2 separate regions of the Rattus norvegicus genome follow, and region 1 is linked to region 2. A link is a contact called in public Hi-C data. All regions are on one chromosome and are shown on one strand. Each heading gives the region's core, a stretch centred on a gene start, on an enhancer-like site or on the middle of the called end of the contact. The rest is flanking DNA. Distances are from core to core; before and after follow the strand shown. Region 1 overlaps LOC102554603 (a long non-coding RNA gene). Region 2 holds the start of Uspl1 (ubiquitin specific peptidase like 1).

Evidence for each region. A called contact is a pair of places that touch in the nucleus more often than the background predicts.
Region 1: a Hi-C map of liver shows a contact between it and region 2, with 2.9 times the contacts expected there. The contact joins the enhancer-like site here to the promoter of Uspl1 in region 2.

What each region holds. Positions count from the first base shown.
Region 1 is chr12:11,063,003-11,066,878 of GRCr8, reverse strand. All of the region lies in intron 1 of LOC102554603 (a long non-coding RNA gene), which reads right to left. Among named protein-coding and RNA genes, the nearest start is that of Rpl35al1, 44 kb to the left of the region's middle. Within about 2 kb of position 2,053, at least 2 of the 93 cell types and tissues checked have an H3K27ac peak or open chromatin away from gene starts, as enhancers often do. A contact at or near this core is called in liver, where this site is marked.
Region 2 is chr12:10,884,346-10,888,203 of GRCr8, reverse strand. Uspl1 (ubiquitin specific peptidase like 1) reads left to right here and starts at 1,551. Exons shown (of 9, transcript NM_001198555.1): 1 at 1,551-1,675.

The DNA of each region.
Region 1 (3,876 bases), core at 804-3,303, 180 kb before region 2:
TAAATCCCCAACCCCGAGTAATGTGTTTCATGTTTAAAGATGACACTTGGCTTTCTAGCCACCCCTCCAAGATAAATATGCCATCAGCACCACACACTGCACTCCCCAAAACTGCCACAAGCAAAAGGCCATGCTGGGGTGTGACTGAACTTGAGTCAGTATCAATTGTGCCGTGTGCAAGGAAAGTGGGAAAAGAAACAATCATCGCCCAAACTCAAATAGCAGAGAGGAGGCAAATGCACTCATCACAATAGGGCACCAAATTCCACCAAGCAGGGTGCCTCTTTCCATGCACTGAGTCTAACCATCTCAAACCAGTTATTGATACAAAGATATAGTCCAGGCCCCAGGGGCCATCTGCCTCCTGAGCCAGAGGCAGCCAGTGTGAAGTAGAAACAACTGAAAAAGGCTACAATTTTCATGGTTTGTAGCGGGACTGCAAGAGCAAAGGCTACAGATACGGTTGGAATTCCGCAACTTCTAGCTCCTCTCTCTGCTTTGACTGTGAGTGAAGTTTCCAACTGCTCGCAGCCTGTTTCTCCAGCTATAATGTAGGGGTAGCAAGACCAAGAAGGGACGGGAAGCTAAGAGTTATCCGCACACTCGACTCAGATCAGCGCCTAGGGAAGAGTCGGCCCACACAGACTCCTGGTTCCAGGGTAGCACAGCTTTAGGCTCTGTCTGAGAACCATCATTTTGCTTTGTGAAACAGACTCTTGTCCCTTGGCTAAAAGTTCTGCCTCCCTGTACTGCAACTTCAAAATACATGTTTTTAGTTGACAACACATGCTGATGAATCAGGTGGACAAAAGGCTACATTTATGCTAGAGGTAAAAATACAGATTTCAAGAAAAATATAGAAATTTTTTAACATTTTAAAACATATAATACTTTTAAAAATGTATTTATTTGGAGGGTGGAGAGATGGCTCAGCAGTTAAAAGCACTGGCTGCTCTTCCAGAGGTCCTGAGTTCAATTCCAAGCAACAACATGGTGGCTTACAACCATCTGTAATGGGATCTGATGCTCTTTTCTGGTGTGTCTGCAGACAGCTACAGTATCTTTACATGCATGGATATATTGTTGTGTATGCCTGTGTACCATGTGCATGTTTGCTGCTTGAGGAAGCAAGAAGAGACTGTTGGATCCTTGGGACTGGAGTTACACGTGGCTTTGAGCTGCCATGTGGGTGCTGGGAACCAAATCCAGGTCCTCTTCCGGGGCAGCCAGGGCTCTTAACAGTTGAGCTAACTCCCTAGTTCCCCAACTTATTTAATCAAAACGTATCCAGCAGAAACATCATTGGTACCGCCATTGAAAATTCCCAAAGTTCCACTCTGTCAAAACTCCACGTTACTCATATGAAGTAGATCCTATTTTTGTAACGATAGAAATCCTGAGAACATTAATAAACCAACATAAAGTACCCGCTTTTTTTTTCTTATTTGTTTGTTTATTTATTATAAGTACACTGTAGCTGTTTTCAGACACAGATGCAGAGTGCATCAGATCTCATTACGGATGGTTGTGAGCCACCATGTGGTTGCTGGGATTTGAACTCAGGACCTCTGGAAAAGCAGTCAGTGCTCCTAACCACTGAGCCATCTCTCCAGCCCCAGTACCCGCTTTTTATGCCTAGGGCCTTCAGCATGTTTAACCTTCATAAGGTGTTGGGGGTGGGGAGAAGAGGAGAATCGGTTTTCCAAACAACTTCTTGGGGCTTCTGAACGATAGCCATGCTATGTGTCAAGTACGCCTCCAGATTTTAAATTCTGCCTCTGTAAATTATTGTCGTCTTTGGGGTGAACAAGAAAAGGGAGACAGAGCCTGGTTCCAGTTTCTCGGCTTCACTGGAAGTGAGCCTCTATTTAATGCCTTCAGAATCTGCCCCTGCCTTGGAGCAACAGACAAGTATGTGCCGCTCCCTCCTAAACAGGGAATGGCTAGAACAAACAAAGATTGGAGATTTGCTTTGAAGCTTAACATCCCCAGAGCCAAGCTTCTCCCAGGCACCCAAGCTCCAGGACGCAGAGCTCCCTCCTTTTAACAGCTAACTTATTAATTCCAGGCTGCGTAGGTTTTGACTGAAGGTCACGTATCTGCTTTTGACCTTAGTGCTAGTAGGAATCCTATGGGACTCCCAAGTGGTCAAAAAACAAAAACAAAATGAAGTCGCCGCGATCGTGCTAATTAATAATGGTAGTAATATCCCGGGTTTCTTGTTTTCCTGGTTTTTTTAATCCCTGAAGGCTTTGAATTACTTTCGCAGACCGATAGTTTAACCCCCTGCTGACCTGTAACCGATCCGGGTGCAGAATATTGCCCTGTTGTTGAGAATACAGCCACGCTTGGCTTGTTTAAGCACGAAGACAGACACATACTGAAACTCGGTGTAAATTTCAGGTAGGCAGGTTATAATTACCCACTTGAAACCAAGCCAGGAAGTGAAGTTAATACCCTCTCCTTCATGAAAAGCGCCCAGGCAACTTCTGGACCAGAGACAGCTCGAAATTTCACCTCCTCTAACTCCGGTTTTCTAAGCCTGTGTGGTACCTATATTTGGAGCGGGAAGGCATTCTATCTATGGGGATGGTCGGGGCACTCGTACACACTTCAGAGTGTTCAACAGTCACACTACATGCCTGAACACATACGTGCCTTCCAATGTAACAACTGAAAATATCCCCAGACATGGTCACATGTCTCCCGGAGTGGGAGTGGGGCGACATCACCCCAGGTGTAGCTCTGGTGTAGCTGCACACGGTGGTGAGGCCGGGGGAAGATGTTAGTAGAGACACACTCATTCTTTGGGTTGCTTGAAGAACTCATGCTGAAAGAGGCCACTGCCTGCGACCTTTAAGATTGAAACTATGGTTTATCCCCTCACACATACAAATGGAAGAACTCGGCCTACCACAGGCTCTCACAGACCACCGTCTCCCTAGGGTAATTCTTCTGGGTGTCCAAATACCCCATAGTGGCTGTGATAGCTTCTACTAAGAGTTCTGGGGGCTGGAGAGATGGCTCAGTGGTTAAGAGCACTGATTGCTCTTCCAGAGGTCCTGAGTTCAATTCCCAGCAATCACATGGTGGCTCACAACCATCTGGGATCTGATGTCCTCTTCTAGTGTGTCTGACAGCTACAGTGTTCTCATAAAAAAAAAAAAATTAAAAAAAAAAAAAAAAGAGTTCTGGGACAGCCTCTCTAGCCCCTTCAGTGGGCCCTACCTAGCAGCTGCAGGGAGGCCTCCAGACTGTGGTAATGTGAGCTGCAACCGTCCCTGACCACAGCCTGTTCTTGGCAGCATCAAAACACAGACCCCCCAAACAGGCCCTCAGAGCCAGGAGCCTCCCTCCCTGCCCAGCACAGGCCGGCAACCCCAGACGTCCCAGAGTCCACGAAAGTGAACAGTTTACTCTAAGAAATGTATTTGACATTACAAACCCTGCGGCATACATACAAAATAATGATTTTTTCTACTTTTTGAGATTTTTAGACTTAATAGAAAACCCACACTAAGAGTCAAGGATGATCTCAGCAAACTGGCTACAAAACCTGCAATCCAATCCTAGTAGCCGGGAGGTAAAGTCAGGAAGATCAGCAGTTCAAGGCCAGCCTTGACTACAGATTGAGTTGGCGGCCATTTTGGGTTACATTGAACTTAGTTTAAAAAAAAAAAAAAAAAAGCCAGCAAGCAAACAAACAAAAGGCCAGGCATTCAAAGCCTGAAGCAAAAAAGACAAGGAAGTCCCTGAGCCACAGCAAGACCTTGACTCAAAAATTCCAAAGGAGAAACGTAATTATATTATACTCTCAACATGGCAACGATAGTATACTGAATATCCATCTATCCCTCACCCGGCTAAATACTAACA
Region 2 (3,858 bases), core at 302-2,801:
TTCTCCCCCCAACCCCCATAGTCTACTTTCATTTTGTTTCCCACTATTAAATTTTTCTGGTCAAAAATTAAATTTTCATTAAAGACAGCAATAATCAATTTTTATGTTAATTCTAGTCGTTTGTGAATGTTGCTTTACATCTCAAAAGTCTGGTTACATTTTAACTGAATTATTAGGTCATTCCATTTATGAGCTGACATCAGCAAGTGTTTATTGGGAGGGGAAGTGTACTCCATTCTAAAAATGGAAATAGCATGTTGAATAAGAAAACAATCCTATTAATCTTGGCTACTATTTCAGGAAAAAACACTTTCTCAAAACTTCATAATCTCAAAAAAAAAAAAAACAACAACTTCATAATCCATACAAAAAGGAATCTAGTTTGATCTTACAACAAATATACCAGTGCATTACGTAAATTTGTTTAAATGCAAAAACAAATTTAAAAAAGCAAAACCTAACCAGTCTATTTTCGTCTTGAGGAAAAAAACCCTAACAAAGTCTCAGTTGGACCACTCAGAGATTTCCACTCCTAAGTACCACAAACTGAAATTCTTTTATTGAATTTCTACCTACAAGCAGACTTGTTTCCCCCATAGCACGCTACCAAAATTATCAGTATCCTGCCAGAACATAGTCGTTTAAGACCACTAATGAAACCCCACAGAACCGCAATCCAAAATGCCAGTCATGATTCCTGTAAGGTCCAGAAAATTCCAAATTGTAGTCCCAGGCCACGGAAACAGTCTACCCAAAGGACTCCAAGAATAGGATGTCCTCATGAACGCGATCAGTCACGACCTCCGTGACACCACATGACCGTTCTACGAAGGCAGTTCTTAAAAGTTAGCAACTGAGATCGCCCCTCTCTCTCAAGTTAAAGGAGGCAGGGCTACTGAGATGCGCAGGTCGGCTGCTCCGTGCCACCCCGGGTCAAGTGCTTGTCTTTCGCTACTCCCCTTACCGTGAGCAGATCAGAGAGGGAAGAAAAGGAAAGTGGCCTCCAAGGATGGGTTTAGGGAAGAAGGGAGGGGCAGCTCCGTGTGTGGTGACCATTTGTGAACACGTACGGTGGCGCGAGGGCCCAAAGAACGAACTATGGGAGCCCATCGTGCCGGCCGCCATGATGGCCTGCCAGTGAGGCCCAACATTGGGCCTACGCGCCAGAGATCGGATCAGCTACCACTCCTTCCTCGGCAGCGTAATCCCTCCGCTGAAGGCCGCGCACTAATTTTAATCACGCCCCGCCCCCTAGCCTCTGGCGTCACCTCCGTCACTCCTGCGTTTTCCAGCAGCTTCCAGAAACGTCCCCTCCCCCGTCTTCCTCACTCACACTTTGCAGGCTCTGTAGCTATGGGCCCCGCCCTGCCGCAGTTCCCACTGCGCCTGCGCTTGGGCAAGCCACGCCTCTGCGGAGCCTGCCGGAAGTGCCCTCGTCTTCCCCTTCCCCTGCCCTGCCCGCGTGCTTTCAAGCAGGGCTCTCTGCAGGAAAGTGTTTGTAGGGTAGTTCTTTGGCGGCGGACTCCCAAGCGGAAGTTGCTTTCCTTGCTGAGACGGCTGTGGGGGAGGAGCCGTCCGAGGGAACGTGGGTTGAACGTTACGGGTAGATGGTGTGGATCTCAAGCTGGAACAGGAGTTCGGACTCATTGTATACAAAGAAGTGTGCTTCGGGCAGGTAAGGGAGCCAGAGTTATTTCCTCGGGAAGTAGAGATTGGGACGGCTGGAGTGCCCGGGGGTGGGTTGTTGGCACGCTGAAAGGATGGGGTAGGAACAAGGGTCTGGTGGGAAAGGTGGAGAATGGAGGTGCAGACTGGGTCTTTAGGGTCCGTTTAGGTTCAAAGAGGTAAACGCTGAACAGAAACCAGAGTTTATGCCCGTCCAACGAAGAGCGTGGAGAGGGACTGGGTAACGGAACACCGCGCTTCTGGAACTTACTTCCTTGGTTGGCTTTTGAAACTCACTTCGCGTGGCCCTATCCGTCTCAAATTCGGGAAGCTGGGTTGGGTACCAAGCAGAAAGAGGCTTAGAAAAGTCTACCCCTTGCCTGGTTTAAGTCTATTGGCCTTGGCCTTGACAGTTCATATGTAGAGCCAAGAGGTAAAGCGCCGACGGGTACCAGGCCCTTCTTCGAAAACCTGTAGTAAGTTTTTGCACATGCAATGAATTAAGTTTAAATCCCTCTCCTGATTGACTGCTAAATGGACCTATTCTTGGCTAATACCTTCCATTAGGATCTCTGGAATGTTAGTGACTTACCGACGTTGGTGAGGGGAAAGGGGGTTAGGTAAGAGGAAAAAAGTGCTGGAGATGAACACTGGAAAAACTTGGTTGTTCTCCTTCTGATATAAGCTCGTGTCATAATCTTTAGCATGTATTGAGCTGTTTGGGTAGACTTTTTTATAATCAAGTTTGAGCAAATAGGTGGTTTGAAGCAGAGATGTCATTGTGACAGTGCCATAATGGAAAGAGAAACAGGTTCGAAACATTTCCAAAGCATCGTCCACCAGTTTAGATAACGCCTACTGTGCAAACATGAGAGCGGTGAGAGTAGACGACACGAACTTTCTAGTCTGTATTTGGAAGCCCAAAGATGCCAAAATTTAGGTACTGTACAGATTACACTTGGAGAAAAGGTAATGAAGATAATTTATTCCTAGACAAATTGAAATTTGAGAATCATCCCGGGGTTTTGTATATAAACCAGTGCTTGGAAGACCTGGAGAGTCTACTTCTGGTATTTTAAACATAAGTATTTGGGGAGAGGGAATTTCTTAACATTTGTTTGGTGTTTCTCCTACTAGCTTACTGGGTTTACTCCCTTCCTATCTCTCCTTTCCTTCCTTCCATAGACAAGGTCTCATTCTATACCACTGCCTGGCTTGGCATTCACTGTGTAAAACAGGCTGGCTTGGAACTCACAGAAATCTGCAATAGGTCTACTCAAAGAGATCCATGCACTGGAATTAAAGGCTTAAAGGCAATGCACTACCATGCTTGAATGTGCCTTGACTTCTTTGTTGACACAGCAGACATGGGATCAGGAAAGCGGCCTTGAAGGATTCTCATTTTTACTCCCATATTGAGAAAGAACCATTCCAGGCAGTTTTCTAGATCCTCAGGTAGATAAAAAGTTTTATCAACACCTTTTTCAGGAGCCTGCAGGTTTCTCTTCTGAGAATGAATGCAGAATGACAGAAGGAACACATCTATTTCCCTCAGAGAGAAGTAGACCAGATGGTAACTAACTTAGGTGTTAGCATCTTGTCAGCCTGGCTTTATTTTCTTCTTAGAACAAATCCAGGTGCATAGCTTAGGGTTTTACCACCGAAGCACATTGACTTTCCTGGGTTCTGTAATTCTCTAGGTTATGAGTAGAACCAGCTAACAGTTGTGGGTTCTTCAGCTTCTGGAAATTGAAATTCACTAATACCTACCTCTCTTTGTCTGCTTCTGTTTCTCTGTCTTTCTGTCTGTCTGTCTCTGTGTGTATGTGTCTGCCCGTCTGCCCCCCCCCCCCCCCCCCCCGTAGACTTTGAGTTCATTTGTAGCTGAGGCTGGTCTTAAATTGTACCTGCTTCCTCTTCCCAATGGGATACAGATTTTTTTCAAGCTGCATGTATATTTTTTGGAATTATTTCTTCTCAAGAAAGGTGTTTCAGGGGCTGGGGATTTAGCTCAGTGGTAGAGCGCTTACCTAGGAAGCGCAAGGCCCTGGGTTCGGTCCCCAGCTCCGAAAAAAAAAAGAACCAAAAAAAAAAAAAAAAAAAAAAAAGAAAGGTGTTTCAGGCTTTTCAGCTCGGACAGAAAAGCATAACTAGTTTTTTGAGGCAGGATTCCTCTGTAGACTAGGCTGGCCT